6 separate regions of the Mus musculus genome follow, and regions 2, 3, 4, 5 and 6 are each linked to region 1. A link is a contact called in public ChIA-PET, HiChIP or PLAC-seq and promoter capture Hi-C data. All regions are on one chromosome and are shown on one strand. Each heading gives the region's core, a stretch centred on a gene start, on an enhancer-like site or on the middle of the called end of the contact. The rest is flanking DNA. Distances are from core to core; before and after follow the strand shown. Region 1 holds the start of Casp7 (caspase 7). Region 2 has its middle 11 kb from the start of Gm32492. Region 3 holds the start of Vwa2 (von Willebrand factor A domain containing 2). Region 4 overlaps Ccdc186 (coiled-coil domain containing 186). Region 5 has its middle 29 kb from the start of Gm32718. Region 6 holds the start of Adrb1 (adrenergic receptor, beta 1).

The links. Promoter capture Hi-C pulls out the DNA fragments that hold promoters and counts their contacts. ChIA-PET counts read pairs in DNA pulled down with a chosen protein or histone mark. HiChIP or PLAC-seq counts read pairs in DNA pulled down with a chosen protein or histone mark.
Region 2: a contact with region 1 is called in an RNA polymerase II ChIA-PET map of effector CD8 T cells, with 11 read pairs. The contact joins the enhancer-like site here to the promoter of Casp7 in region 1. A contact is called at or near these places in 10 of 39 promoter capture datasets (the 3T3-L1 cell line, the SN4741 cell line, embryonic stem cells and 4 more), 3 of 115 datasets of contacts at active chromatin or transcription factors (effector CD8 T cells, memory CD8 T cells and pancreatic cancer cells) and 1 of 9 other capture datasets (liver).
Region 3: a promoter capture Hi-C map of liver shows a contact between it and region 1. The contact joins the promoter of Vwa2 here to the promoter of Casp7 in region 1. A contact is called at or near these places in 12 of 39 promoter capture datasets (the 3T3-L1 cell line, cranial neural crest, embryonic stem cells and 5 more), 1 of 484 Hi-C or Micro-C datasets (embryonic stem cells), 5 of 115 datasets of contacts at active chromatin or transcription factors (acute myeloid leukemia, embryonic forebrain, embryonic stem cells and 1 more) and 1 of 9 other capture datasets (macrophages).
Region 4: a promoter capture Hi-C map of the HPC-7 cell line shows a contact between it and region 1. The contact joins the enhancer-like site here to the promoter of Casp7 in region 1. A contact is called at or near these places in 17 of 39 promoter capture datasets (3T3-L1-derived adipocytes, the C10 cell line, the HPC-7 cell line and 13 more), 4 of 484 Hi-C or Micro-C datasets (the HPC-5 cell line, bone marrow-derived macrophages, embryonic fibroblasts and 1 more), 4 of 115 datasets of contacts at active chromatin or transcription factors (acute myeloid leukemia, embryonic basal ganglia, pancreatic cancer cells and 1 more) and 3 of 9 other capture datasets (adipose tissue, liver and macrophages).
Region 5: a contact with region 1 is called in an RNA polymerase II ChIA-PET map of effector CD8 T cells, with 6 times the contacts expected there. The contact joins the enhancer-like site here to the promoter of Casp7 in region 1. A contact is called at or near these places in 18 of 39 promoter capture datasets (the 3T3-L1 cell line, 3T3-L1-derived adipocytes, the C10 cell line and 14 more), 1 of 15 datasets of contacts at CTCF or cohesin (pro-B cells), 6 of 484 Hi-C or Micro-C datasets (bone marrow-derived macrophages, cardiomyocytes, colorectal tumor organoids and 3 more), 8 of 115 datasets of contacts at active chromatin or transcription factors (acute myeloid leukemia, effector CD8 T cells, embryonic basal ganglia and 5 more) and 3 of 9 other capture datasets (adipose tissue, liver and macrophages).
Region 6: a contact with region 1 is called in an HNF4G HiChIP or PLAC-seq map of pancreatic cancer cells. The contact joins the promoter of Adrb1 here to the promoter of Casp7 in region 1. A contact is called at or near these places in 16 of 39 promoter capture datasets (the 3T3-L1 cell line, the C10 cell line, the SN4741 cell line and 8 more), 3 of 484 Hi-C or Micro-C datasets (embryonic stem cells and stem cell-derived neural progenitor cells), 9 of 115 datasets of contacts at active chromatin or transcription factors (VIP interneurons, cardiomyocytes, embryonic basal ganglia and 6 more) and 3 of 9 other capture datasets (adipose tissue, embryonic stem cells and macrophages).

What each region holds. Positions count from the first base shown.
Region 1 is chr19:56,395,551-56,400,125 of GRCm38.p6, reverse strand. It overlaps Casp7 (caspase 7), which reads right to left and starts at 2,997. Exons shown (of 7, transcript NM_007611.2): 1 at 2,809-2,997.
Region 2 is chr19:56,677,828-56,682,782 of GRCm38.p6, reverse strand. No RefSeq gene overlaps it. Among named protein-coding and RNA genes, the nearest start is that of Gm32492, 11 kb to the right of the region's middle. Within about 2 kb of position 2,327, at least 41 of the 459 cell types and tissues checked have an H3K27ac peak or open chromatin away from gene starts, as enhancers often do. A contact at or near this core is called in effector CD8 T cells, liver and memory CD8 T cells, where this site is marked.
Region 3 is chr19:56,870,856-56,875,681 of GRCm38.p6, reverse strand. Vwa2 (von Willebrand factor A domain containing 2) reads right to left here and starts at 1,266. Exons shown (of 14, transcript NM_172840.2): 1 at 1,104-1,266.
Region 4 is chr19:56,798,266-56,803,351 of GRCm38.p6, reverse strand. Ccdc186 (coiled-coil domain containing 186) reads left to right here. Exons shown (of 16, transcript NM_170757.2): 7 at 1,363-1,467; 8 at 2,087-2,185; 9 at 2,353-2,439; 10 at 3,146-3,288; 11 at 4,530-4,785. Among named protein-coding and RNA genes, the nearest start is that of Ccdc186, 21 kb to the left of the region's middle. Within about 2 kb of position 1,476, at least 51 of the 459 cell types and tissues checked have an H3K27ac peak or open chromatin away from gene starts, as enhancers often do. A contact at or near this core is called in the HPC-7 cell line, acute myeloid leukemia, adipose tissue and 2 more, where this site is marked.
Region 5 is chr19:56,769,441-56,773,907 of GRCm38.p6, reverse strand. No RefSeq gene overlaps it. Among named protein-coding and RNA genes, the nearest start is that of Gm32718, 29 kb to the right of the region's middle. Within about 2 kb of position 1,582, at least 26 of the 459 cell types and tissues checked have an H3K27ac peak or open chromatin away from gene starts, as enhancers often do. A contact at or near this core is called in effector CD8 T cells and memory CD8 T cells, where this site is marked.
Region 6 is chr19:56,720,432-56,725,359 of GRCm38.p6, reverse strand. Adrb1 (adrenergic receptor, beta 1) reads right to left here and starts at 3,243. Exons shown (of 1, transcript NM_007419.3): 1 at 210-3,243. The coding sequence starts at 2,988. The coding sequence ends at 1,588.

The DNA.
Region 1 (4,575 bases), core at 1,748-4,247:
GGGTCACCACGACATGAGGAGCTGTATTAAAAGGTTGCAGAGTTGGGCTGGCGAGATGGCTCAGCAGGTAAGAGCAATGACTGCTCTTCCAAAGGTCCTAAGTTCAAATCCCAGCAACCAAACAGTGGCTCACAACCAGTCGTAATGAGATCTGACGCCCTCTTCTGGTATATCTGAAGACAGCTACAGTGTACTTATTTATAACAATAAATAAATCTTTAAAAAAACAAAAAGGGTTTGCAGCTCTAAAGAGAGAAATGTCTTTAAATTGCCCTCTCATATCCTGATCACTGTGAGGAAAAACTGACCAGTATATACCAGGTTGTTCTCCATCAGCAACCAGCCCAGGCAATCATGGGCTGGAGGCTCTAAAATGTGAACTAGAACAGGATACTCTTTCTAAATTGATCACCTCAGGAACTTATTATGCTAACAGAAAGCTGACACAGGCCTGAAGACATAAGGAACCCATTCCTGGCTGGGGGGCTATTGAGTGCTAGAGGAGGGAGGGTCTGTGTTCCTTACGAACACTGACTCCACTCCTGTGAATGGCCTCACACCGTGTACAAATGGTCAGCCCTAACTGGTGTCAGTGGGAGACTTCTCCACAATGCCCACACCACCATCTGCTGGAAGCCCAAAGCGTCTTCCTGGCTGCCCTGAGGTCAACAACTTTGCCCCACCATATACTCTCACCCCCAGGATGCCCCACCTCCATCACCACAGCAGAGCAAGCAGACCAGAGAATGAGATGCCTGAAATCTGGAGCTAAAACACATCTATCTTACAGGCAGGAGTCTAAGTCTTAAGCCTTCCTGCTAACAGCCTACATCAGCAACAGCGGACTTGACTCGTCAATCAGGAAGGCTAAGCACCCAGGAGCTTCCTCACCCCCCCCCCCCCCGTGGCTGATCCACTCGAGTCTTGGAAACATTCAAAGATCTCAGGTGACCAAGTGGGGTGCTTAACCTCAGTGACGTCATCGAAGCCAAGCCAGAACCCTCCGAGAAAGCCATCTCATCTGGGCTCATCAACGGTGCTGCCCGAGGGGCCTTCCTTGCATGACTTTTCTGTACCAGTCCTTTTCAGGGGCTGCAAAGAGCAGTCATTACGGAGACAGTGCTTGCCCACAGTAAAGAGACATGGAATGTCCTCTTTAAATGATGTAAGATGTGTGATGCCTGCTGTTATGGTTTGGCTGTAATTGGTCCCCCCCCCAGGCTTCTTGTGTTGGAAGGCTAGCCCCCTACACGAGGGGATGGGAATCCAGTAGGAAGCTGCTGGGGCTCTGCGTGTGTTAGTTCCCAAGAGGTTGCTTAGAAAATAATACGTCCAGCCACTCCCTGGCTACCCCAAATTCCTGTCTTACAATGTGGCTGCTCCTACTTGCAATCACTTTGGCCACTGGGATGCCACCTGCCCTGAGAGCTTCCCCAGACCCATGCTATGGGGTGTGGTGCCTAGTTTTGTTTTGTTGTTGTTTTTGTTTTTTGGGTTTTTTTTTTTTTTTTTTTTTTTTTTTTTTGGTCAAGTTGACACAGCCTAATATCACCAGGGAACAGGAAATCTCACTTGAGGAATTGCCCAGATCACAATGGCCTGTGGCTATGTCTATAGGGAAGTGCCTTGACCAATGGCTGGTGTGGGAGGGGAGGGCCCAGCCCACTGTAGTGGTACCATCCACAGGCTGTGTACTAATGGTAGCTGAGTGAGTAATCAGATTTCCTGCCTCCAGGCTCCTGCCTCGACTTCCCTCAATGACAGACTGTGACCTGAAGTCGTCAAATGAAATAAAGCCTTTCCTCTCTATGGTCATGGTGTTTATCCCAGCAAGAGAAAGCAGGCTAAGCAAGTTGATTGAGGTGGGTCTTCCTGAGGAAACAGGCTGCCTGCTTCCCAAACACAGCAACATTGAACAGGCTCACCTCCTGCCCAAATGCATACTTCCTTAAGTGAAAAAGTCCCGAGGCTGCCACCCAACCCATCAGTGTCACCTGAGGTTCACACCATGAGGGAACTAGAGACTTTGCCCATGTCCTATAGGAGGTTGCAGAGTGGCAGATTGTAATGCTAGGCTTTAACAATATGGACAGGGGTGTAAGGTTACGCTGGCCAAAATCTGAAGGAAGAAACAGCTTGTCAACAGAAAACCAGGGCCTTATCAGTTATCTCAGCTCAAGAGAAAGGCCTGTGAACTGCTTACAAACACCGCCTGTGCCTACTAATAAACTTACTTCCCCATAAACCCGAAAGGCCAAGGAGTAAAGGTGAGGTGTCGCCTGGAGCTCATACTGACAAGTGTCGCTTGCCAGTTTTTCACCAGTCTTAAGTCACTGTAAGAGTCTAAGAGTCCCGATGCAAGGGTCCCCAGACAAGAAAGAGTGTTTCAAGCACACTTCGCCTAGGTTAAAGACCTATGCACCTAACTCCCTCTTTCCCTGAGCACAAGCCACCAGAACCGCCCAAGATTCCCATTAAATGGACCCGGCAGCGCCTAAGTTCCCGGTCTGACAAGGTAGTCCTTGCGGGTTCAAACAACCACATCTACTGCCCTACACCCGCTCTTTCTTCCCTGTTACATCCGGAATGGCACCGGATGTCGTGAGACCCTGGTCCAGAAGACCAAGGGACCGCCGTGCCGAGCAAAGCGGGCGATGGCCAGGCATGTTGGAGAGCCTTCCGCGCCACAGCGCCCTGCAAGCAAGTTCTGCGAGCCTGCGGGAGGGAGGGGGACTCTGGGCGGGGACGCGCGGGAGGAAGGAGCTCGCGGAAGAGGGGAGGGAAAGCCGCGATGGCGGCCCAAGTTACCGTTCCCACGGCGGCGGCCAGGAGCCCACGGCAGCGTCCGTCCTCCGCAAGGGTCGAGGGCAGCTTTGGGAAAACTGAAAGCAAAAGTCCCAGAGGCGGAGGGGGAGGAGCGGGCGGGCCGGACGGGGCTGTGCCTGCAGCCCGGGAAAGCTGGGGGCGAGCGGGAACGCGCGCTACGGAGCCCGCCGCGGGAGAAGCTCGCGCGGGAAGCTCGCGCGGGAAGCCCTCGCCGCCCACGTGCTGCGTCCCCCCCTCTGCGACGTTTGGGCGACCCCTGCGGCTGCAGGAACTGGGCAGATAGAGCGCTCCCTACAGAACTGGCGGGCTCTGCAAAACTGCCAGCCAGAAAAGTGACCGTGACCCCGGGCTACCTGCTGCAAATCTGTTAAGTTCTCTGAAAATATGACTGCGCGCTTGGTCCAGACCTCTGCGAAGTTGGCAAGCGTCACCGGCACGGGAGGAGAGCGGCCCTGCAAATTGGGGCTATCCCTGTCCCCTCCTCTATGCCACATATGCAAATTTCCCCGCGCTCACCAGAGAGGAGTACTAAGAGACTCTAAAACTGTAAACGTCAAAAGTTCCACTGAGAACGCATTCTACAAAACTGTCTACCCAGCAGATGGACCCAAAATTCTGACTTGCTCTCCGCGATGGGGCACCTGTCTCGTTCTGTTTTTGTTTTTTACCTTTTTCCTAACACAAGCTGCTTCTCGACCAGATACTGTGCACCACCAGTCGCTTTAGTCTGATGTCTTCCCAGACGTTGTTGGGGAGGGGGGCGAACTTTGTCTTAAACACGTTTATACCTCCCAAACCCAGCTTGCACGGATATTGCGCCAAAATCATCATCCATGTGTGCTACCTCCCGTGTCAGGCACTAGGTTTGAGGAAGCAGACAGTGAGCTAACATGGGTTCCTGTTCATGTCATCTTCGACACAGACAGACAGACAGACAGATCTGGGCTTCCATCTGTAGACGCTTCCAATTCCTCCCCTCCACCTAGAGTTCTCAGAACAGCTCATTCACTCACACTGAAGCAAGCTATGTGAGAGAACTTTGTGAAAACGCCAGAGATACTCGATTCTCAGACCTACAGGTCTCCGGAGCCATCAAGGCTATTTTATTTGCTAGCATGGTTTTTCTTGAACCCCAGAGTTTTAGCACTAACTCTAGAATCTCAGCCAGTATGGGCACTTTCAATTCTTAATATGCCTGCCCTCCTTCTTATTTAATAATGCTAGTGTCCCTGAACTGTGGAGGCAAATGTTGGGGTAAGCCATGGCTCACGCTATGGTGATTTGCTTTTTAAAACTGACAGTCCTTTGAAAAATGAAGAAATCCTATCTCCACTATAATTTATCTTTGTGTAAACCATGACTTTTTCCAGGGTAGTCCTAAAACGTGGAACATTTAACAACCAATCTCTACTTATTTGGTGGTGAGGAATGTGAGAAGCTGCCCACCTGACAGCACCAGGGTCCTGTTGCCTGGACAGTGATGTTCTATCCACAAGAAGGTTTGCCTGTGCTGTGGCATGCGTGGCGCATCCGCACACAGGAATCCATCCCTCACGCAGATGGAGAGGCAGGGCGGCACCACAGGAAACCTCTTGTCTGTTCTTGCTTGTGGGTCGGCGTGAGAACATCCACTTACTTGCTCCCAGCCTGGATCATTACAGTACCGACTCTTAAACTTCTGGAAGCACAGAAGGGAAGAGACCCATGGCAGCTTCCGCTCTGTAATATTGTACTGACACCTTAAATGCA
Region 2 (4,955 bases), core at 1,078-3,577, 280 kb before region 1:
TGTTAGACACCACATAATGATTACCAGTGGTTTTGCTTGCTATTTGTTTCCTGTTGCAGAAGAGAAGCTTCATGGAGTGTGATCTTGTTGTGTTGTTGTTGTTGTTTTCCCCATTTTGTTCCATATCCTATTCCAAAACTCTGAGCAAGGCTCAGCGGCCTTTAATGCACACTTCAGAAAAAACAGACCGAGTGTGTTCAAAGTGAAAGGCCTGGGGCATTGTGGAGACATCAGAAGTCCTCAGTGGACTGGAGCCAGCGAGACAGCTCAGGAGGTAAAGGTGCCTTCTGCCACGCTGGGCTTCCTGAGTTCAATTCTCAGGACCCACATCAAAAGAACCAACTCCTAAATGCTGTCTTGACTTCCGCATGCTCATTATGACACACACACACTCCCCTCCCTAATAAACGAGTACATATAATTTTAAAATATTTAATGTATAACTCTAGGGCCAGCGAGATAGCTCAGTCATTAAAGGGGCTTGCTGCTAAGCATGGTGATCTGGCTTCAATCACCAGAGCCAAGCCCACAAACTTGTCCTATGACTTCTACATGTGAACTGTGGCTTGTTTGTCCACATATTCGTACGTGTGCAGTGCACATAAACAAACACATACAAATACAATCAATTAAAAGGTATTTGGCTCTGAGTAGGGTGTGTGGGGTGTGTGAAGTGTAGGGGTCAGGACATGCATGAAGGGTTAGTCTGGAAGCGCACAGTCAGGTAGAAAGTGACTGCGGTTGTTCACATGGGAGGTTCATAGTTGGCCCATGACATTTGCAGGAAGGTGGCAGCCTACGGTTGGACCAGAGGTCTGGTGTGATGGCAGACTGTCCGTGCCTGCTGATGGGCTGGGTGGAGAGGTAGCTCAGAGCTGGCGGGAGATATGGCAGCCGAGTTAGCAGGAGGAAGCCTGGAAGTAGAACCACAGGTATGAGTCTAGAAAACAGGATTTTTATTTACACATTTCCTCCAATATTTCCTGAGCTGTCAGTGCTCTGGGAACGGTGCGTGGCTGAGGATGCCACAGTGACCAGCTGAACTGAAGTTCTGGTATACGGGTTCTCCCATTCTAGGGGAGAAGGAAACTTTAGTCAGGGAAGCTGGGAACTGGGTGTGCTAGAGGGTGGGGGATGAAGAGAAAGAAGAGGGAAGTTATAAGGCCCCTGCTGAATCTTCTAGTCAGATAAAACAGCCAGTTCTTCTGAAGTGGGCCCATCTTCCACCTGTAAGTAGAAGGGAAATCATCAGGGGAGGCGGTTAAGGCAGCAAAAGAGGGAAGTCCCAGGTTGGGGATGCAGATGAGATCACTCAGTGGGTTCACATTGGGTGAGAGGTAGGAAGTAGCTGGGAGACTGGTGAGCTAAGCTGACCCTGTGTCTGGACACCACGGAGTCCTAGTGTTAGCTGTGGGAGAAAGGTGGACCCGCTCTTCAGCTCAGAGGAGGAAGCACCGCAGGGAATACTCCCCCATCATGTACAATATTTAATGACGGGTGTTAGATGAGGCCAGCCAGAGAGCTGTTAGAGCTGTGAAGAGCAGATGCAAACGGCTGTGGTGAAGACTGTTAGCACTAGGCGGAGAGGAAGCGCGGACCAGAGAAAGGATCCCGTCCAGCTTTGCCTGAACCTGAGCTTGTGTGCAGTTACTTCCGGGTGCATGGGTAACTCAAAGGCCCCTAGACCTTTTGGGAAGTGTGATGGTTTGCCTATGCTTGACCCAGGGTGGCACTTTTAGAAGGTGTGGCCCTGTTGGAATAGGTATGTCACAGTGGGCGTGGGTTTTAAGACCTTCACCCTAGCTGCCTGGAAGGCAGTATTTTCCTAGCAGCCTCCAGATGAAGATGTAGAACTCTCAGCTCCTCCTGCACCATGCCTGCCTGGATGCTGCCCTGCTTCCACCTTGGTGATAATGGACTGAACCTGTGAACCTGTAAGCCAGCCTCGATGAAATGTTGTCCAATTAGAGAGTTGCCTCGGTCGTGGTGTCTGTTCACAGCAGGAAAACCCTATCTAAAACAGGAAGTCTCTTGGGCAGCTTATGAATAGCTATGCCGCTGAAGAGCCCCATCTGTGGCGTGGATGAATCATGAAAAGATGTAGCACTAAAGACTCTTTGGGGTCCCAATCCCCAGTCCACGTATTAGGTCTTACATGACCTGGGTAAGGGTTGGGTTCATGTGGGGATCTGTAAAGGCTCATTAGCCTAGCAGTCCTCTCTCCACCCGTAAGGGAATGTTGATAGGCTGGTCCTGGTGAGTGTCTCCTGTGGGTGATCACAGATGCTCTCATTCAAGGCAGCCTGGAGGAAACAGCCTACAACAGCTGCAAGAGATGATCATGTGCAGGGGCGACAGATATCTGCAGTCCTTCCTGTCTCTGCTCCCTTCATTCCAGAGGGCCCGTCCCTGGGACAACGGCTGCTCAGTGAAATGCGGTGCCCAGGGGAGTCATTCAGGAGATATCTGATTCATATGACACACGCATGCATGTGAGAAGATCTGTCTGTGGTCCTAAGCAAGCGTCAGGTGTGTGGATGTAGCTGACAAAGCCCTGGAAGCCCTTGGAGACTTTCAGCATGCTTAGCTGTAGGTGAGAGCCAAGTCTGTTCCTGGAACTTTGGAGCTGATGTTGGCAGAGGCTGCTGCTTTGTACAATGAGGCACTTTAAGGTCACCGTCAGCTTCAGGTTTGTGTGTGGTGAGAGTTACCATTGCCGGCTCACAGATAGCTAGGTGCTGTCAGCAGGACTTTCACAGGCCTGCTCTCTGTGTGCCAGGAGATGGGAGAGGACCCACAGTGTTAACTGATTTCTACCATGTAAATACCTCGCCGTGGCTAACTTGTAACAGTTTAACCACTGACTCTCAGAGGTGTTGCAGTTTCAGGGAACATTTAGCGGCTGGCTCCCATACACCAGCCTACTTCTTTCTGTCAGGAAGGCCAGGCGATAGTTCTGCAGGCCTAATTCCTGTGGCTTCTCAGCTTTTCCTCACTCCCTGTGTTCATGCTTACACTTCACAAAGGAGATGGCCGCATGCCCGGGACCATGAGTTTTCTCTCCACTGTTTGAGTTTTTCCTCTGTTATAGTCTTTCAACCATGGCCCTCGGCTGAATTGAGTAGTTGACCTTGTGACTCTCCACTGACTGGCTCTTACTTACGGTGGACGGTAGCTCTCCATAAGAGTCTCCTTGTTCTGAATCCTTCTGAATTTGGTGTTCTCCATAGAAAGGATGTCACTACAGTGTCCCCCGAGAACTTAGGAAACGGATGGTTATAATTTCACCATCCAAACGCTGTGGGGACAGAGAGGTAGTGAACGCTGAGTCAGAACAGGTCAGGTTAGTGTAGGTCTGCACACCGGATGAGGAGCCGCAGCCTGTGCTGATCCACAAGCCACACACCTTTCAAAGTCTGGGGCTACAGGGCCACTTCCTGTCTCGTTTTCATTTGCCACTTTGTTCCAAAGGAAATCTCATTCTCAAAGCACATTAATAATGAGCAAAATGCCATGGTCCTTCATCAGGGTCGTACTTCGAAACAAAGGCAGACCTTACACATTTATGTATTGAAGTCTGTGCATTATATTCCCAGCCCTGCTCTGGCCCTCCCCGGCCCCAACAAAATACCATCCATTCCTAAAAGTAGAAATGAGAAATTGAACATCCTTTAGGCCTTGTTTCTTCTCAGGGGCTGCACAGGCCACTCTGCCATGTTGACTCCCTGCATCAGGAGCCCAGAAGTCTTTTTCCACATGCAGTTGACGTGTGCCTTCTGCAAGTCCCCTGCAGTCCTTTGTGTTCACGTCCATCTTCAAACCTGGCTAGAGTAGCTCAGGTGGGTCCTGTGGAGGAGCCAGACACAGCTGCCTAACATACAACCACCCTTAGGTCCAGGGACAGGAGCCATTTTGTGGCCAGTGGAAGCGTGGTGGTCACTGTCACCAGTTTCATACACAAGAGAGACCTGGAAGTAAATGGACAAGCCAGATGACACCCAAGCAGTGACGTGTTGCTCACTGGTGACATTTGCGCCACTTTCGTTCTCACCCCTGTGAGCCTTGCGACACCAGAGGCTGGAGGCTCCAGGAGCCAAGAGGCTGATTGGGAGCCCCAGGAGGCACAGGATGCAGATTAATCAATCTCCAGGCCCACCAGTTTCCCTGAAACACCCGCGTGCTAAACGGTCACTTGCAAGCCAAGAGCAGCAAGTTGCCTCAACTCCTGTCTGGAGTCTACCTCCTGGAAAAGTCTACGAAATCAGGCGGAAAATCCAAGGTGGTTTGGTTTGTTTTTGGCTTTTTCACATGGGCTACCAGACAGAAGTTCTCCGAGATTCCAGATGGGTAGCAGCTGGATAAAATGTGCGTCCCCAGATCTACATTGTACCTTGGGAAAGGGGTGTGCTGAAGGCGTCTGAAATATTACTAACTTCCTTTTCCTCCCTCCATCTCTCCCTCCCTCCCTTCCTCCTTTCCTCCCTCCGTCTGTCCCTCTCTCTTTTCCTTCCTATCTGAATGTCTGGGTTCACTTGTTTGGATAGAAGTAAAGAGAGGAAAAAAATCTTTTTGGCAGTGGTTGTTTTGTTTTCTCAATTTTCTTGTCAACTGACTCATGACAGAAAAATGCCAATTTCAATCAATTTCAGTTCCACAGAACAGAAAAATAGAGAATTTATAGGCAGCCATTGGAAACAAAGGAGCCATCTGGTTTTTTAAGTGTAATTCTTCTCTGGACTAGTTCTCCGTAAGAAATGAGGCTGTTTTCCATCAGAATACCGCTGAGAATGTTTCTACTTTTCCCGTAGAGCCCCATAGCCCAGCTCTGGTGGGCTTCACGGAGAAGGTCCCTCCTGCAGGGAGGGTGGCCTTCCCCATCCTCGGGCTTGTGGGTTGACCAACACCTCTGTCCCTTTAAGTGGAGAGGGATTAGGTTTCATGGGAAGCAGCCCTGG
Region 3 (4,826 bases), core at 17-2,516, 480 kb before region 1:
CCCATGTAGTGGGAGATGGTAATAGAACAGGTTGGGGCGGGCGGGGCAGAAGGTATATGCAAAGTCTTTGTACCTCTGCTCAGTTTGGCTATTAACTATAAAGCTAGCCCTCGGGTTTTCCCATCCATTCAACCACAGAAACACCGGCCTCTGGCTGGCTTGTTCCATAGTCTGCTGAAGGTGGGGGTGAATTGGTTTGTCTTTAAGTTCTGGGTGGGTAGACCCAAATCAGATTTGACAAGAAATACTTCCTTGATGGATTTTCAGGCACACTGGGGATGATAGAGGGAGGAGTCCTTCTGTATCCCTGGGCTTTGCCTCAGAATCAAGTCTAGAACATTCCATGCCCTGGAAGGTAGCTTTGAGCTAACCATCCAGACGCTTTCCGTTTCTTTCTCAATAAGACCATTTCGGAGCAAAGGAGACTTTGAAGTTTTAGGACTGAATCCACAGGCATTCAGAGGGCTCTCCGTTTATTTAACCAAGGGAGCATATAGTGGGATGCCATACCACTAACAATCATCCCCTCCCTTCCCTAGTGCGGTCCTTACTGAGAAGTCCAGGCTGATGCCGGCAGGCAACGCTGTAAGCAAACACAGCAGAGCATCATCCGCTCCTTTGCCTCTGTCTAGAGCTCAGACTTTTAAATCACGGATTCACAATGTGCTGAGCCCCTCCCACTTTATCTCTGCCCGCCACTGACGTCTGGTCCTGGGCAAGCTGGAAAAGGGCAAAGAACAGGGCCGAGCCAGGTGATGTTTGCTGCGGGGAGCCCGAAGGCAAGCATGTCTCTCCCAGGCGTGCGTTCTGCGAAAAGCAGAACCCCTGTCTCGCTCTCAGAGCAGCGAACTTCCCTCGAGTTCTTCAGGAAGTGACTTATTTGAAAGGACGAGGCTGTCTGTCTAGGAAACCCGGTTGAAATGCTGTAGCACCTGAGTGCTCATAATACGGAGTGATGAGCAAGTTCCCAAAGCTTTTTATCAAAACTCCAGCCCCTTCTGCAGTGGCCAGGGAAGGGGTCCCCACTACGGCGCCAGGCCGCTCGCGTTTCTCCATCCGCAGCCTGTCCCCCGGCCCCCACCTCCCAGGCCAGCACCCCTTACCTGGTGCGACGCCGCGTGCGCTCTCCGGGATGGCGTTCTTCCAGGCCGGCCGCTTAGGTGCGCGAGGACAAAGCGAACAAAGCCGGCGGCACTCGGCTTGGCTGGGCAGGTAGGGGCGCGGGCTCAGGCCTGGGGTTCCACACGCTCGCTCGCTCACTGGCAAGGGTGCGCCCAGTCCTCCGCCCCGCCCCGCCCCAGTTGTTGGAAGGCGTGGGCTCCCACCCGCGGAGCGCACAGCTGCTCTGCCCGCGGCGTAGGCTGGGCTCCGTTCGGGGGGCGCTGCGGCTCGCAGCCACGTGGGGCACCTGTTGGTCTCTCCCAGCAGAGGCGGGACGGGCCGCTCGGATGCAGCCTGTGAGGATCCGGACGTTCGGCGTGAGGGCGGCGCAACTATTGCTCCAGGGAACCGCGCCCGCCTCGTCCCTCGCCCTGCCCGGCGACCCGCGACCCACGACCCACGGACCGCAGCATCATCAACACTTCCGAGCGACCTGGCCGCTGCAAGCGGTGCGGCTGTGGTCACAGAGAGTGTTGGCTACTCCGCAGGTTTTATCGATTCCACCCTTGAGGAAATGTTGACTTTGGCATCGTTTCCATTTGTCTTCTGCTTTTTGCCAACCGGCCTGTTAGTTCTTGCAGGTGAGTGGTTATTGGGCAGCATTCGCCTTTTAACTTAGAGGGTGCCAGGTATTTGTCACAGAACAAACAACGGTGTCCCTTCTGGCAGGTGCTCCGTGCAGATAAACCCTCAAATCATTTTTATACTTAATCAAAACTACATATTGTGTGCTCATTGGAAAAGTTTACAAAATAGAAAACAAGAGAAAGCAAATAGAAAAGCCACTGGTACTCAGCTGCAGACCACTGGGGAAAAGCTTTCATTTCCTCCTTCAAAACCTTAGTTTCTTCCATTGATGCTTGATCATCCACACCTGAGTTGAACATCTGCAGTTTGGGCCGTTGTAACTCTGCTCTACCTATATACACCATTTGCTACTGCTTAATGCTGAGGCCTTAAGTTTAACACTCCAATCAGGTATCTCGGTGGGGCGGCCCAATTACATTTGGAAACTAGTAAATTTCCTAGACTACAAGTTATATACAAGAATTCCATTTTTCACACTTGTGTTTGTGTGTGCAGGTGCATCATCACATGTGAAGACATAGGAGGATCTGGGGGGAGTTTTGTTTTTTGTTGTTGGGTTTTTGTTCATTTTGTTTTTCTTCCACCACATGGTTTTTGAAGATTGAAATCACATTGGCAATCTTGAGGGCAAGTAAGTGCCTTTGCCAGCTAGGCTATCTCCCTGACCAAGGTCTGTTGTTTTTAACATAACTGTCTTCCAGGAAGCTCATCTGTTCCCTATTTTTTGCGCTTTCCCCCAGTATTCCTGTAAATGCCAACCTGCCAGGTAAATACTCCATTTTGTATTTTTACACATTCTTTGTATTTAACATCTCTCTGTTGCATTTCATTCTGTAGTTCTCGGATGGTTTCCAACTCGTCCTGTCTGAGAGCTTTCGGGGAAATTGGCACCTGGCAGCTTTGATGTTGCAAACTTCACTGGAGAGGGGAAAGGTTATTATATGTTTCTTTCTTCACTCAGTTCTCCCTCCCAATACCATTAACTGGAACACCAAAAAGTAACCCAGGATTGCTTCCAAGTAGCACTGAGGGCAGCAAGTGTGGGATCAGTGGGGGAGCCTGCCTCCTGGGTGAGAGGGCTTCAGTTCCATACCAGCAGATTTTAGAGAAATGAAAGGCACATGTGGAATTTCAAATGTCTTAGTGGGTATACAAAGGACAAAAACAGGCAAAGTCATCTTAAAATTAACCCACATGCCCCACGTGTTTCTACATGCAATCAATGCATACTGTACTAAGCCTTCAAAATGCAACAGTGTACACACTGAACAGTGGTACCTGTGGTGAGTGGCCCATGCTGTTATGGACAGCAGCCCTTATGAAGGCACCTTTGACAGCCTCCTACCCTTCCAGTGGTGGCTTACCATCTCCCTGCCCTTCTGCCTAATTAGGCTTACTATGGCAAGACTTTTGGCTATTTTATGGATTCTTCTTTCTTCCACGCTTCCCTCTCCCCATACCCCTCCCTTCCAACACCCTATGATGGGAGAGAGAGGAAAAATCCCCAAATAAAGTCAGGAGTAGGAATGGGGAGAAGGGTGGAAGAAAGAAGAACCCACAAAGTAGCCAAAGGTCCATTTTATCTGGGATAAAATGAAAACATATTTCCATAATATTTTGAAGCAAACCAAGAGTCTTACCACACCTAACATTTTTTACCTAATTGGAATGACTTCACATTTCGCCTCATAACTAAAGTCTCAGCATAGTCTGGGTATGTAGCACTTGCCTGTGTGCTGTCCTACCACTCCTAACGCTCCAGGGAAGCCAGTGGTACCGTCTGCTTCAGAAATAACAGTTGCTGCAAACTTTTCACAAACCTGTCCTGCCCAGGGGCTCTGGGGACAATCAGAGGGTACTCGGGGTGGCAGAGGCTTCTTGTCTCAGAAGCTCCGCAGCTGCTGGACAGTGCTTCCTCTTCGAAGATTCATGTGTTAAGTCTACAGGGAATGACCCAAAGCTCCAGCTGTGCTCAGGACGATGCCTTGTCTTTTTGGCCCCAATGCTTGGTTACTAATGGGGAGTAACGGGCTTTTGGTTTTGTTTTTCACAAGACAAGGTTTCGCTGTAAAGCCCTGGGTGTCCTGGAACTCCATCTGTAGACTAGGCTGTCCTCAAACTCAGACTCCCTTGTCTCTACCTTCTGAGTGCTGGGATTAAAGGTGTGTGCCACCACTGCCCGGCTGAGTAACTGCTCTTTTAAAGTGCATTTGCACAAACTGCCCTGTAGTGTTTCTGCTGCACACACATACACACACAAACACTTCTAAGTCCAGGTGAGAGCTTCAACCCGATTGAGACAAGAGCGTGGTGGAATGACTATGGCTCTGGAGACAGCAAGGTGGTGTTCCTCGGCCATTTCTGCAGCCTGTTGGTTCTGTAATGCAGACAAGATGCTTCACCTTTGAGATCTTGACTCGTGGAGGATGGTGTCATAATTACTGACCACCCGAATGCTTCACCTCCACAAGGAAAGCAAATCTAGGCGCACCACAGACCTGCCAAGGTGAGGACTTCCTGTGACACTGAGGGCAGTGGCAGTGAACAAAGGCTTAGACAACATCGCCCACATTCCAAAGCAAGCTGGTCTGCAGTGGGCCTCACCTTCAAGTGAAGCTAAAAGTTTTAAAACTTTGTGGTGCAAACAGTTGTTGGCATTTTAGTCTAGGCTCTGCCCCACAGTTACCTGGCAACAGCCAGGTGTGCCTGACTTACTGTTAAAGGGGATGCTTGCCCCTCCCTCTCTCTTGCTCCCTTACCCTCCCCCCTCTCCATGTGTGCTAATGGCTGGCCTCTACTCTTCCCCCCCCCCCCCGCCTTTCTCTGTCTCTATCACCCCCTCAACTCTCCTCCCCATGCCCTAAACTCTATTCCAAACTCTATCCGTCATGTGGCTGGTGCCTCAGGGGGAAGGGATGCCTCAGCATGGGCCTGCAGAGGCACCTCTCCCCCCATACCCTACTGTACCTCCACCAAACATATCCCTGGTATCTATTTATAAAACACAACAATGGTGCCGACATCCAGGATTTAGAAACTCAAAGACAGTTCTCACCCCTCTGGTGAGAATCTTCCAG
Region 4 (5,086 bases), core at 227-2,726, 400 kb before region 1:
GCACTCTCACTTGCTGGATTTAGGGTGTTGAAATGGACCAGAACTATATATGTCAGTTGTGTCTTAGTCACAGGAGTGAGGATGCAGAACCACGGTTGTTTATACTTTGTCTAAGGCTCTGTGGAAAAGTATTCTGGTTATTGTGTTGCTATATTTTAAGTGATACTGGCCCCTGACTATCAAAGACCAGTACCTCAAGGTAGATAAGTGCTAGTTATAAGATGTTTATTGTTAAAATGGCATATGGAGTAATGTGTGGAGCCTAGGTGCAGGGCAGATGTTGAAGAGACAAAGGCTACGCTGCCCAAGCATAAGAACAAAAGAGGGTCACTGAGCTGCCCAGAGCAGAGGCTGCTGCCTAGGCCTCACAGGAGCCCAAAGGATCTCCACAGGAGCAGCAGGTGTCAGTCATTACTTTCCTCATCGCTGTACCATAAGGAAGGGAAGTCTTTTTGACTCACAGTTTTGCACTAGAGCAGGAAAGGCATGACTGACAGTTTGAGGGCCTTGATCACGTTGCATCTGCAGTCAGGAAGCTGGGAGAGAGATCACCAGAGAGCAGGAAGCAAGCAAGGAATAATAAGGAAGATAGACTATACAAAAGAAAGTGTGTATGTTTTCAGTGGGAATTGGCAAGGGACAGTTGAAGAGTCAGGCAGTCAGGACTAGAGCAGGTGAGTGAAAAATAAGAATGAGGGAAAAGCAACAGGTTTTGATGAGGAAATCCCTAAAAATCCTGCATGAAGAATGCCATTTAGCAGTCTCAAAGCAGAGGCCATGTTCAGTAGTGTCGTTCAGTTAAAAGGGAGTTTCAAATGGATATCACAGCCACAGCCAGAGACTCTCTGCAATGTGCAAAGAACCGTAGAAGACTGCTTTTCTCAGTGCTGAAGTCATTTAGAGGACTCTGGGGAAGACTGCTGATTAACTTACTGTCCATCAGTCTCACTGTTAGCCATTTTCCCCGTCAGAAACAAGCAAACTGTTAGACTCCTGCTTAATCCCCTTAGTCTAGTGCTACAACAGTGTCCTAGTTAGGGTTTTCATTGCTGTGAAGAGACACTATGACCACAGCAGCTCTTATAAAGGAAAACATTTAATTGGGGACTACATCACTCAGTCCATTGTTGTCATGGTGGGAAGCATGGTGGACTTCAGGAAGACGTGGTGCTGTAGAAGGACTGAGAGAGTACATCTGGGTCCTTGGGTATCAGAAAGGGTGAGCTTTGAAACCTCAAAGCCCACCCACAAGGTCACACCTCCTTGTTGCTGTTACTGAACCCCACAAGCGGGGACCTCTTTGCTCTCACTGTCCTCCACCTCGCTGTGCCTGATGTTGTCTTTGTCGTGTTGTCATTGTAGGAAACCAAAGATAAACTCAAAGAAACAACTACAAAACTAACCCAGGCAAAGGAGGAAGCTGAGCAAATCCGGCAGAACTGTCAGGACATGATAAAGACCTATCAGGTAGGCTTCCTTGGTGAGAAGTCCGTTATCAGAGCTCTGTGCTCATGCACGTTCCAAGTCTGCCACTGTGCAGTGTACGTGCATTTCTGAAGCACTCAGTTAAAATACAGGTTAGTTCCTGTGCTGTAGTACCTGCAGTTCAAGTGGGGAGACGGTCTAGTGGGCAAGCATAAGAACCTGAGCGCCCACATAAAAGCTGAGTGTGGCAGTGTGAACCCCTAACCTTGGCTTTGTCAGGGTGAAGAGAGAGGTGGGTCCATGCAGCTCACTGGCCAGCCAGTCGAGCCAAGTCAATCAAATCAGCTCAAGTTATATGATATCCTGTCTCAAAAATAAAGTGAAGGGCACTTGAGGAAGAGGCTTGGTGTTAGCTCTGGCTTCCATGGGCACACCACATGACTCATCTTATCAGAGACTTTCCCTTCAAAACGTCGTAGAAAACACTGGATTATGTCATACACTCAAAGTGCACTGTTCCTGTTTCTGCTCTGTTAACACTTAAAGTCCTTCAATACTTTCTCCAGTTTTGGCTGCATAATCTATTGCACAGCTAGTAAACTTGATAGCAAAGCTTTGTTTATTTTCAAAGTAAAAGTGTTTTTCATTGTTTTTCCATTAGGAATCTGAAGAAATTAAGTCAAATGAGCTTGATGCAAAGCTCAGAGTTACAAAAGGAGAACTTGAAAAACAAATGCAAGAGAAATCTGACCAGCTGGAGGTGAGTTTAGTTCTTCCGCACTCTCTAATACATCCTGATTGGCTGGGCTGTGACTCAGGAAGAGGAGTGGTGCATTCGTGACTGTCCACAGATAAGGCCTTCTTAGGAAAACCAGGCAGGATACTGCTAGTGCGCCTGTGTCTCTCAGCGATCTGTGTCTCTTCCAGATGCATCATGCCAAAATAAAGGAGCTAGAAGATCTAAAGAGGACATTTAAGGAGGGCATGGATGAGCTACGGACATTGAGAACGAAGGTAAGCAGTTCCTCACTCCTAACTCAGGTGGGATGAACACTCTTAGTTTACTCTGCTTTTTAAGGTGTTCAGAAAGCAATGCTTAGAAATCTTTCAAAATAAAAGAACTTAGGAAAAGACTAGCATTTTCTTTAGCATTTGCACTGCCACTGACTCTTGCTGAGCTGAGGTTATGTTAGTCACTGGAAGTGCTTGCCATGCATCCTTGCTCATGGCACACTTCAGCATCTGCACCTGGAACATCTGGGCTTTGGAGCTAAGGACAGCAGAGCAGTTGGCAGAATGGGTGGACCTTACAGCACCCTTATGTCGTTGGCAGACCCAAAATACTCCTTCTGACTGTATTTAATAGTAGTTTCTAACAATGTTAGTGAATAATCTGTGGTCAGAGTAATCTCCCTCTTAGGACTTACACGCTGGCTCCACGTGCCAGTCGCTTATCTAGAAGTAGGGTTTTGTGCAGGCACCATGACTTGAGACCACAGCACAGTACCGAGTGTCTGCCATGTCTGTCCTGTTGTGTCAGGTGTTCACTGCAGTTGAACACAGGGGAGTTGTTGTCGTTGAGATAAGGACAGCAGCTTCCTGTCTCCTCACAGCAGCTCCTGCAGCACTTGTCTCAGGTTACTCCTGTGTCTGCCCTGTCTGAGAGAGTTCATATGGAGCACGGCGGTCTGTGCTTAGCTTGACTGTGATCATTTCACAGGCGAAATGTCTAGAAGATGAACGCTTAAGAACGGAAGATGAGTTATCAAAGTACAGGGAAATTATCAATCGACAGAAATCTGAAATTCAGAATTTACTGGACAAGGTGAAAATCACAGATCAGTTACATGAGCAGCTTCAAAGGTATGAAATGAGTGGTGTTTAAGATGGTGTCTCTGAGTACAATACTGTATCAAACAGGAGCAATTCTCATAATTCTTCCAGTTAACAATTCTTCAGTTTGTGTCTTTGAACTCCTGTCACGGCTTCTAAAAGTCAAATCAAAGTTTCTATTTCATAAGCACTGACAGGAACCATGCATAGGTGGGGTGGATTTGGTTTATCTGTTCTGTGGCTTCACAGTCTCTCCTCAAATGGGAAGCGTGAGTCTGCACCTGGCTCCTTAACTTTGTGTGCGAGCCTTGAGGTCAGAGCGAATGTCATTCTGTGATGTCCCAGCATCGTTTAAACTTGGTTCATGATGTCATATAGTAGAGCCTGGACTCAGGGTTAACTTCTATTGTCCTTGCTGTCCATCTCCAGGCAGCCACCCGAGTGCTGCTGAAAAAAGGTTCTCACCCTCACAATCACCGTCCTCAGTAAGGACGCCAGAGACCAGCCACCTCTCCTTTCTAGACCTCTGTCTTCCTGGTGTGTCTCTTCTGGGGCGACCAGCGTTCTCTCTGCTCTCATGTGATTAAGGGCTTTGAGCTGCTGCTGGTTTCTACAACCATTCCCTACTGCCATTGTGCAAGAAATGCTTCTAGTCTGAATTGGATTATTCTTTCCACGTCTGCTGTGGGGTCCAGTGCCTTTTTCCTTCTTCAGCTTTCGTGATTATTCCTTTATCTCTTGTCAGTTATTTTTTTTTTTTTAAAGTGTGTGTATGGATGTTTGCCTGCAAACCAAACCTGGGTCCTCTGAATGAGTAGCCAGTGCTCTTAACCACTGAGCCATCTCTCCAGCCTTGTAAATGGAAGGCCTTTTAGAGCATAGGTTCCCATTGAGTTCTGACTGTGGCTGTCTTCACAAAGTACAACTGAGGCAAAGAACTCCAGCAGTGAGATGCAAGCCTGGCTTAGAAGCCTGTTCTGCGTACTGCCTGCCCTTGTGTGGGACGGTGGTCACTCTTCCTGAGCTTAGGCACCCTGCCTGCTCATTCTCATCACTGGTCACTAGAGGCTCTCAGAGCAGGGCCCTGCCACATGAGCCTTTCTCACTCACCCTCACAGCTCTTCCCGTAACACGAAGCCGACGATGATGATGTCATGGATGGATGAATGACTACAAGTAAATATTCCCTTAAGTGAGCATTCCCACAGTGTTAGTGTAATGATTTTTAATAGCTTACTTAATTTTCCTTAAATATAAACTTTGTTTTGTAGTGGTAAACAAGAAATTGAACATTTGAAAGAAGAAATGGAAAGCCTTAATTCTTTGATCAATGACCTCCAGAAAGACATTGAAGGCAGCAGGAAAAGGGAGTCTGAGCTCCTGCTTTTCACAGAAAAGCTCACGAGTAAGAACGCGCAGCTGCAGTCTGAGTCCAGCGCTCTGCAGTCCCAGGTGGACAACCTGTCCTGTACTGAGAGCCAGCTGCAAAGCCAGTGCCAGCAGATGGGACAGGCTAACCGTAATCTGGTGAGTGTAGGCACACATTTCATTCTTCCTCCGCTCCTCCTCCTCTTCCTCCTCCTTCTCCTTCCTCCTTCCTCCTTCCTCCCTTCTCCTCCTTCCTCCCTTCTCCTTCCTCCCTCCTTCTCCTCCTTCCTCCCTTCCTCCCTTCTCCTCCTTCCTCCCTTCTCCTTCCTCTTCCTTCCCTTCTCCTCCTTCCTCTCCTCCCCTTCCTCCTTCCTCCCTTCTCCTTCCTCTTCCTTCCCTTCTCCTCCTTCCTCCCTTCTCCTCCTTCCTCCCTTCTCCTTCCTCTTCCTTCCCTTCTTCC
Region 5 (4,467 bases), core at 333-2,832, 380 kb before region 1:
GTGGCAGGCCTCCCTCTTGTCTTTGCGGGACTCCCTTGCTCTGTGTTCACGTGATCTTGCCTGGGTGTTTGCATTTGTACTCTAATCTCTCTTTATAAAGACACCAGTCAGATTGGATTAGAGCTCACCCCAGTGACCCCATTTTAATGTAATTACTTCTTTTAAGGCGCTATCTCAAACATAGGTTCATATCCTGGGGATTTGGGAAGGGCATGGCATGGTTCAGTTTCCTCACTGGTAAAATTGGAATCAAGCTCGTTCTCTTTTCTTGAGATGCAAATGAGATCAAGTAAGAAAAGGAACCGTGGAGGGTTCCAAGTGCTATAAATAAAAGCAGGCTGTCACTCTATAGGTAGGACAGAGAGCTCACCACAGCGCGTCTGGTGGGTGGGTTGGGGTCTGTGGACGTTTTAGTCTCCGCACACCTAACATCTGGAGACCAAGTTCTGTTTGGAAAGACAAACTTTCGATGATACAAAATGGCATGTCTTCTTGGGACTTTGAGCCTTGAGAAATAACACCAGTCCTTGTATCTGTCCCTCCTCACCAATTACATACATTCTCTGTGTCAGACGATGCAAACGGAAGTAAGGCTGCTGCAGTCCGTAGGGATCTGGGTGGGTAGAAGACATCTCTCTGGCTGCTGTGACTCCCTGGGAGCCTCACTGAGCACAGTCTTGCCTTCCTTCAGCAGATTTTGCCTAACCCTTCCTCAGTCACCAAGGCTGTTCAGGACCTGGACACTTGGAGGTCAGCCTGGGTCTGGGACTGAGGCCGCATGGTCTAAAAACTAAGGCAGGGGCAGAATTCAGGTTCTCTACTCTTCCGTGTCTATTACGGGATAGCTGACCCAGCGAGATCATTCTGGATTCTATGAAAACCAAGAGCCAGTGATGTTTGCGCACAGAAGCCCTAAGAGTTTACACTTGAAATGCAATGGTGTCTCTTCCCACCCAGACCCCTATGGAGTGCAGCAGCCCCTCTTCCGTTTGCATCATCTGACACAGAGTATGTGTGTAGTTGTCGAGGAGGGACAGATACAAGGACTAGTGTTATTTCTCAGTAACACTATAATAATGAAACACTTAGAAGATTTTACAATATCTAAAAGACTTTAAGGCTATTAACACTTGCTTTTTGATAGCGAGAGAAGCATTAGTAGTTTTGATTACAGAGTTTTCCCCTTTGGTCAAGGGTTGGAACTACAACCCAGGCCTTCTGCATGCTAGGCTGGTGCTCTACCACTGAGTCCTCTCAGATACTAGGGACCTTGGCCACCAAACTTAACTTCTTGCCTTGAAACTCCAGGCTGTTTTGCAGGGGAGGACGTCGTTTTCACTTGGACTTCAGTCTTGCTGTATTCCCAAATCAGAACTGGAAATGGGAATTATGAAGCCAAAAATATCAAACAGCCTTAGACTCTTGGTTAAAAACATCCGTGGCAACACACGACTAAGCTTCCCTCCCCCAAGCCTGACATTTGATTATAAGAGGAAAACCGCAAGCCAAACTTAGCGAACAATGTTATAATTAACTCACAAGCCCTCTTGGGCTCACTAGTGGTTTTTAGGTCTCAGACATGATGTCGGATGTTACTTAGTAGCGATACAGGAGGGAACAAAGCCACACTTTGCTCTGTCACTGAACAGCAGCCCCAGCCCGGTTCCCTCCCCTCTCAATTATTCAATATGGAGTTTCCAGGCACAAGGGAATCATTTGCATGTGATTCATTTACATAAATCAGGGTCAAAGTTATATGTTTATGTTACGTGGGGTTCTTAACAGCAAACAAGAGTCAAATCTGACCCTCTGAGGAAGAGATGGGAATGTAGTAGTACCACACGACTCCCAAAATCCTTGAAGGTTGAAGCGCAGGGCAAAACGTCAGTAGCAAATTCCAGCCAGTTACAGGTGTTCTTGGACACCCACTGCCTTTATCTTTGGTAGTGTCACTGCAACACACTCTGAGGCCTTCCTTCCCACTGGGTAACGTGCTTGTGGTGGCCTCCTGCCTGTCAGCGTGACCCCAAATTTTAACCAGGCTCTCTTCACCTTGAGGTTTAGCTCCCATCCTGATGCCTGTTGCTTTTGCCTGGGCTGAACCTGTTCTGTTGACAGTGGTATCCAGGCTTCATCTTGATTAGTGTTTAAGCAGGAATCCCAGACAGACCATACAGAGACAGAAACCCCTGGGCTGCGTGTATTTATGCTCAGTTCTGCCATGGGCTTCAAAGGCAACTCAGATTCTTGGCCTGGTAGAACAACCTCATGCGTGTCTCTGAGGGAGGGACAGATGCTAAGCCTCAAGAGGACGGTGTAGCTTACACTTACACTGAGAAAGAAAACTCTCACATAGGCATTACAGAAGTCATATGCATACAGGTAAGATGTGGGCTTGTTGGAGTAGGTGTGGCCTTGTTGGGTGTAGGTGTGTCACTGTAGGCATGGGCTTTAAGACTCTCAGCTTCCTGGAAGCCAGTGTTCTGTTAGCAGCCTCTAGATGAAGAAGTAAAACCCTCAGCTCCTCCTGCACCATGCCTGTCTGGATGCTGCCATGTTCCCGCCTTGATAATGGGCTGAACCTCTGAACCTGTAAGCCAGTCCCAGTTAAATGTTGTCCTTGGTCAAGGTGTCTGTTCACGGCAGTAAAACCCTAACTAAGACAGACATGGAGTGTGACAGACAGACGGCCAGCTTGAGGACTACTCTGCTTCCCCGGCCCTTCCACTGCACTGTTCATAGGGAAGGAAGAGCTATTCTCTACTTCTCATAGGTGAGGTACTAGGTTCTGTGTCCTGACAGCCTGGCCTTCTCTTATTTACTCCAGTGGTTCTCACCCTTCCTAATGCTGTAACCATTTAATCCAGTTCCTCGTGCTGTGGTGACCCAACTCGTAGAATTATTTTAGTTGCTACCTCCTAACTGTATGGTTGATACCTTGTGGGTTGACTGAGAGAGAAGGTGGTGGAGGCCTGAGGCTGGCTGGTTGGAAGGCCCTGAGGACTGAAATGGGGAAGACCTGTTTCAGCCAGAAGGCATTTCACTGAACAGAGGCACATCCTCTTCGAGGTCTGGTTGCCTGGAGACCAGAAAAGAAAAGACTACTGGCGCTTAGGGCCCTGATGGCCAAGACAAGTACCACTGAGACCCAGTCTAGCATGCAAGGGGGAGCAAGCTCCCATTCTCTCCTCAGCAGCACTAGAAACAGCCTGGGCTCAGGGAGGAAGCAGAGGTCACGTCTGAGGGAAACACAGCACCCACAGGATTGGGGTGTAGAGGAGGGGGAGGAGGAGGAAGAGGAAGAGGAGGAGGGAGAGGAGGGAGAGGAGGAGGAGGAGGAGGAGGAGGAGGAGTGGTGCATGCCCAAGCACATGGTGATGGGAGATGACCCAGCTGAGCATCACCACCAAACTGAAAAAATTGCTTAGGGCATGGCTCCCTCCCAGGGTTTCCTCCATAGCCTGAGTGGAGGTGTCACTTAAAAGAGAAAAACTGATTTCCCCCCAGACTCCACCCCCACCCCACTAACCCCCCAAATCCTTGATATAATGCTTGTTCTTATTTGCCAACCTAAAGGAATTTAGAACCACTTAGGAGATTGTGAGGATGTTTATAGAGAGAACTCAGGCAGGAGACTGACCACTTTCTGATGAGTGGACTGAGGGAGAGGTCTTGTCCCCTGCCTGCCTCTACTTCCTCCCAAGCAGGAACATCTATTGCCAACACCGCCGCCGCAGCTGCCATCCTCCACTGGCCTCCCGCTCCAGTTCTTCAGCCTTCAGCATGGACCAAAGGCCAGCAGCTCTCCAAGAAATGCCCCTGGCCACTAGATAAGAACTTCTGAGGCAGCCAGCTTTGTGGGCTGAGTATCCACTGGGTTCTCAGCCTCTCCAGTGTGCAGGCAGCCATTGCTGGACACTCCACCCTTATCTATTGCTTCTGCTCTTCTAGAGAACCCTGCCTAATATACTTGGGAGTGAAGCTGCTGGGACAGTGGACTTAGTTTCTGTTGACCCTTCACCCAATCTCTGTGGTTGGTACCTGTTCCAATCTCAGACTCCATTTATCCCAACTTCCTTCCTTAGAACATCGTACTATTGTAGAATAACTCTGGATGTCACCTGATTCTCCACTAATTCTCTCCAGTCCAGGGTCCACTCTAGATACCATCTTGCCCCTAGTTGCCATGTCTGCTCTGAACAATGCCATTAACTTAGCCTTCCTCCTTTTTTTTTTTTAATGACTAATTTTGCCTGATCTACAATGATCTTGTAGAATGTCCCCTACCTTGGGATTTTCAAGATTTTTCTCACAATTAGAGGGGGTCACATAGTATCTAGGGGAGAATAATGCCTTCTCACCGGACGGACGGCTCAGGCAACCCACGCAACATCATCATGTGTGCCCTCCTCCACTGTTAAGGGTTTCTCTAGGGTAAAGAATTATTTTCATTTTCTAGTCTGTATA
Region 6 (4,928 bases), core at 1,994-4,493, 320 kb before region 1:
TCTGGAATACCTTGAATCCGGCTGTGAAAATTTAGGGCAAATCTGTGGCTCTCGGTTGGTGAACACCTTATTTGGTCTAGAGGCACTTTGCTCTGTGATTGAGTCATGAAGAGATATTAAAAAGGCAGCCAGTCTGTATTTTGAAGCAAACACTCAAGTCTCTCTTGTCATCGCGGACCCCCTTACAGACACACGGCACGGAACCTCGATTGAGCTGCACTGCTGTCTTTATTGCACATGGACCAATTCCCACACGGTAGTTAGTTGCACCAGAGTATAAATACTTGGTCACACACACAAGAAGAGATAGAATATACACACGAGTGCTAAATTTTACCAGCAGATTCACGGGGGCACTTGGACATTAAAAAATAATAATAAAAATACGTAAGAGAATAATATTTATAATATGGATACAGTTACAGTACCATGATAAGAGTATAAAAAGTAACTTCCCAATAAACCATCAACTCAATAACATAATAGACAAGAGAAACTGAGTTTGAATTTTATTTTAGCTTTTTAAAGATCTGCCCACCTCCCCATCCCAGTAAAAATATTTAATTTTTTTTGTGCAAGTTAACAACTTCTATGAATTTTACAATGCCTAACACTGTGCAAAATGGCCTTCCAACCACTGCCTTTTTTTTTTTTTTTTGCCGTCTTTGTTTTTAGCCACATGTGCAATAATCTCAACTGTTTCCTTTTTGTTCTGTCCTATCTTTAGTTGACAGAGTCACATGTCACAGAGAGAGACTCAGCGCCTGGTCCTTCCAACTAGTATTGATACATAAATAAGCTGTTTAATATAAACAAGTCTTTCTATCTTGCTGTGCAATATGCACAGAGTGAGGTAGAGGACCCACAGCAGGACCACCGAGGCGCGCAGGGCACAAGGTTTGCCCTCTAGGAGAAAGCAAGGTGAACCGTGCTCCACACATAGTTTCTCGAAACCAGATTTGTCTGTTTCGCATCCTTCTTTTCCCTTTGCTTTAAGAACAGGAGACACCAGTACTCCGGAATTAGTATGCAATTTCTTTAGAAAGCAAAGGGAAACACTTCCTGGCTAATTATCACCGGCCCCGCCCCCACACCAAACCTGAGCTGAATACTTAGGTTCCTAGGTGTGGAACCGGAAAGCCAGGTGATAGACTCCATCCTGCCCCCTCCCCTCCCCGCCTAGTTTCCACTCGGGTCCTTGCAGAAAGTGTCAAAACCCACCTAGGGGCGGGGGGGGGGGGGAATGCCTGAAGGTGCATTAAACACACGAAAGGCCGAACCTCAGAGAGAAAGGAACTCAAGACAAGCCAGTAAGCCATACTAAGCCACACTCTCCCAACTCCTCCTAAACTTTCCTTTTTGCGCAAACGCTCGGTCCGGGGCTTTTCTGTACGTCTCGGATGATTCGATAGATCTGTGGGCTTTGCATTCACCTGCTTTCGGTCTTGAGTAAACAGAGATCTCCTCTCTCCCCTGGGGAGCGGCTCAGGGGCGCCCAGGCGGGCTCTCTTCCTCTAGGGATGCAGAGCCCGTGTCCAGCCCGGGACTATGGGGAGCGGCGTCCGTGCGCCCAGAGAGCCTGGCTCTCTACACCTTGGACTCCGAGGAGAAGCCCTGGCGCCCCGGCTCGTCCAGGCTCGAATCGCTGTCCACAGTGGTTGTCCCGCCGTTGCAGCCGGTCCAGGGCTCCAGCAGGCGCGCCGGTGGGGTGGTCCCGGCGTCGTCGTCGTCGTCGTCCGAGGGAGCTCCGGGGGACGGCGGCGGCCCAGCTCTCGCCAGGCAGCCGGAGGCGCGCGGCCGGTCCCCGTGGGCTGCGCGGCGTCTGCAGGCGGCCCGGCGCGCGCAGCAGAGCAGGCGCTGGAAAGCCTTGCGGAAGTCGGGGCTGCGGCAGTAGATGATGGGGTTGAAGGCCGAGTTGGCGTAGCCCAGCCAGTTGAAGAAGACGAAGAGGCGATCCGGCACCAGGTCGCGGTGGAAAGCCTTCACCACGTTGGCCAGGAAGAAGGGCAGCCAGCAGAGCGTGAACACACCCATGATGATGCCCAGTGTCTTGAGCGCCTTCTGCTCGCGCAGAGCCACGAGGCGCGACGGCCGCCGCTTGCTGGAGCGCCCGTTGGCCAGCGAGTCTGCGGGGCGCGGTGGCCCAGGTGACGGCGAGGGCTCAGGCGAGGGCGGCCGGGCTGGGCCGCCGAGGAAGCGGCGCTCGCAGCTGTCGATCTTCTTTACCTGTTTTTGGGCCTCGCGGAACACCCGCAGGTACACGAAGGCCATGATGCACAGGGGCACGTAGAAGGAGACGACGGACGAGGCGATGGCGTAGGCCCTGTTGGTGACGAAATCGCAGCACTTGGGGTCGTTGTAGCAGCGGCGCGCTTCGTCGCTCTCGGCCCGCCACCAGTGCATGAGGATGGGCAGGAAGGACACCAACGCCGAGATGGCCCACACTGTGCACACGAGGGCCCGCGCTCGCGCGCGCGTCAGCAAACTCTGGTAGCGAAAGGGCGACGTGATGGCGAGGTAGCGGTCCAGGGCGATGACACACAGGGTCTCAATGCTGGCCGTCACACACAGCACATCTACCGAAGTCCAGAGCTCGCAGAAGAAGGAGCCGTACTCCCAGCGGCCCCACACCACGATGGTGGCCCCGAAAGGCACCACCAGCAATCCCATGACCAGATCAGCGCTGGCCAGGGACATGATGAAGAGGTTGGTGAGCGTCTGCAGCCGCGGGGTCTTGGCGATGGCCACGATCACCAGCACGTTACCCACCACGATGAGCAGAACGATGAGCGCCAGCAGTAGGCCCATACCCGCGGTCCACTGCTGCGACAGCGGCGCTGAGCCCTCGCTGGCTGGAGGCAGCAGCGAGGCGGGAGGCGACGCGAGCACCAGCAGCCGCGCCGCGGTGGCCGCACCGTCGGGCAGCGGCGCGGCGGACGACAGGTTGCAGGGTTCGGAGGCGCCCAGGGCGAGCGCCCCCGCGCCCATGCCGAGCTGCGGAGGCCGGGGGCGGGGGGTGTGGCGGGGCTGGGCCGCGCCTGGGGAGCACCCCAGGAGCCGGGGCTGCGGGGCCCGCGCGGGGAGGTCGCGGCCAGGTCAGGGCAGCCGCGGCTCGGGGCCGGAGGCATGGACGCCGGGCGCCTTCTCCTCCGTAGCCGAGCGCTGTCTCCGCCGCCGCCGCCGCCGCTGCTGCTGGAGCCGCTGTCGCTGCTGGAAGAGCCGCCGGGACCTCAGCATGTTTCTGAGCGCGCGGGGCCGGCGGCTCCAACACCCAGCACCTCCCCCCCCCCCTTCGCTGCCACCCCCCCAGCCAGCCCCCGGGGCCGCGCGTCAGGCTCCCGCAGCCAATCGCCGCCAAGGCACGCCCCCGACAATGGTGCCCCCACCCCCAACACCCAGCACCCCCTCCTACCCGCGATTGAAAGGCTCCAAAGATTGCGGGCGGACTACGCAGCCAGCACCCACGGGCTGCAGCGAGCGCGCCCTTTCCTGCTCAGGCTTCTTCCAGAGTCTAGTCTGCGGCGCCCCCTGCGGCGCCCCGCCGCCTCCTGTGCCCCCCGCCAACCAGTAGTCTCCGTTAACCTTAGCACCCAGCTCTCCTTTTGCCGCTCCCGCAAGAGCGCCCTTATTTCCCTTCGGCACCCCGTAGTTCCCTCGCCTCTAGTGCCCGGTTCCTGGTAGCTATAAGAGAACCTTACAGGCGTCTCGGAGACGCAGGAGTGCCTTGGACAGCCTATCTGCTGGGATTGGAGGAATTTAGCTGTGAGACTGGGGTTCTGCCATCAGGCAGCCTGGCTCTTCCCTGATCGCGAGGGGACCTGGCCAGCATGACAGCTTGGGGGAATAGGAAGTGGGTGTTAGTGATTAGAGGAAACTTTGCAGCCAGGCGGGTTGCTGGAGCAGGGTACGCATCTGTCAGAAAGGCTCTCTGGGCGCTGTTCTCGCGCGGAGCTGTGCTCTCTCCTTCAAGTGCAGTAGATGGGGAAAGGAAGGGAAGGTTTGTGGATGTAACTGCCAACACCGAGGACCAGTCGGATACACACACAGGCCCCAGTCCCAGCTAAAGAAAAGGATGAAAGAGTTCTGAATATAAAGGAGAAGTTTAGGGCAACATTCAGTCCAGGGTAAATGACGTCGCCCCACCCCCACGCCCCTCGTGGAAAGAACACGGAGAATGACGCTTCAGACTTTTTGACTCCAGTACCAACACCTTAACATCCGCATCTGTGCTCCGTTACCCATGGGATTTTGCAATCTGAGCTGAGCCAACACAAGGTGCTATCCCTTTTGGGTTGACGTCATGAACTGGGATTTCAGATTTCTTGGGAGGGTGGCTAGATTCTCAAAACTGTGGGATTAGCTTTGGGAAGATGAGGGAAGAAAATATATACATACTCAAGGCGATTAAATCTGAAAGCATTTAAAGTCATACCACATTTCCTCGCTTCACATTGTCGAGAGAATCCGAAACTAGAGTCTTTGGCTTCATTCCTGATGCGAACAGAGGATGGGACCTCGGGCTGAGGTCCTCTGATCTACCCCTGGGAATGCCTCTACCTCAGGCCGTAAAAAGGAAATCTGTAATTAAGTTCTTGAGAAGCGAACAGTTCCCAATTGTCTCAGAAGGGAAGGGTGCACGGTAGTGTTATATAATGTTATGTAATGCTCCCGAGTCCTTCTTGCATTGGAATAAAAAGATTAGCATCTGGGAGGAACATCAACATGTGGCCAAGCTGGTACTCTCACCTTGCCAAAAGACACAGGCTCACAGCTGTCCATCCACAGCCGTACTCTTCATAAAGTCAAACCCGTGGATGTGCCCTAGGATCAGGCTTGACCACTGAGAGTGTTACCACGGGGGAGTGATCTGTTTATTCACCCCTGCCCTGGACTTACCAAGTTCTGCCAAGTTGGGGAGTTTTGAGAAT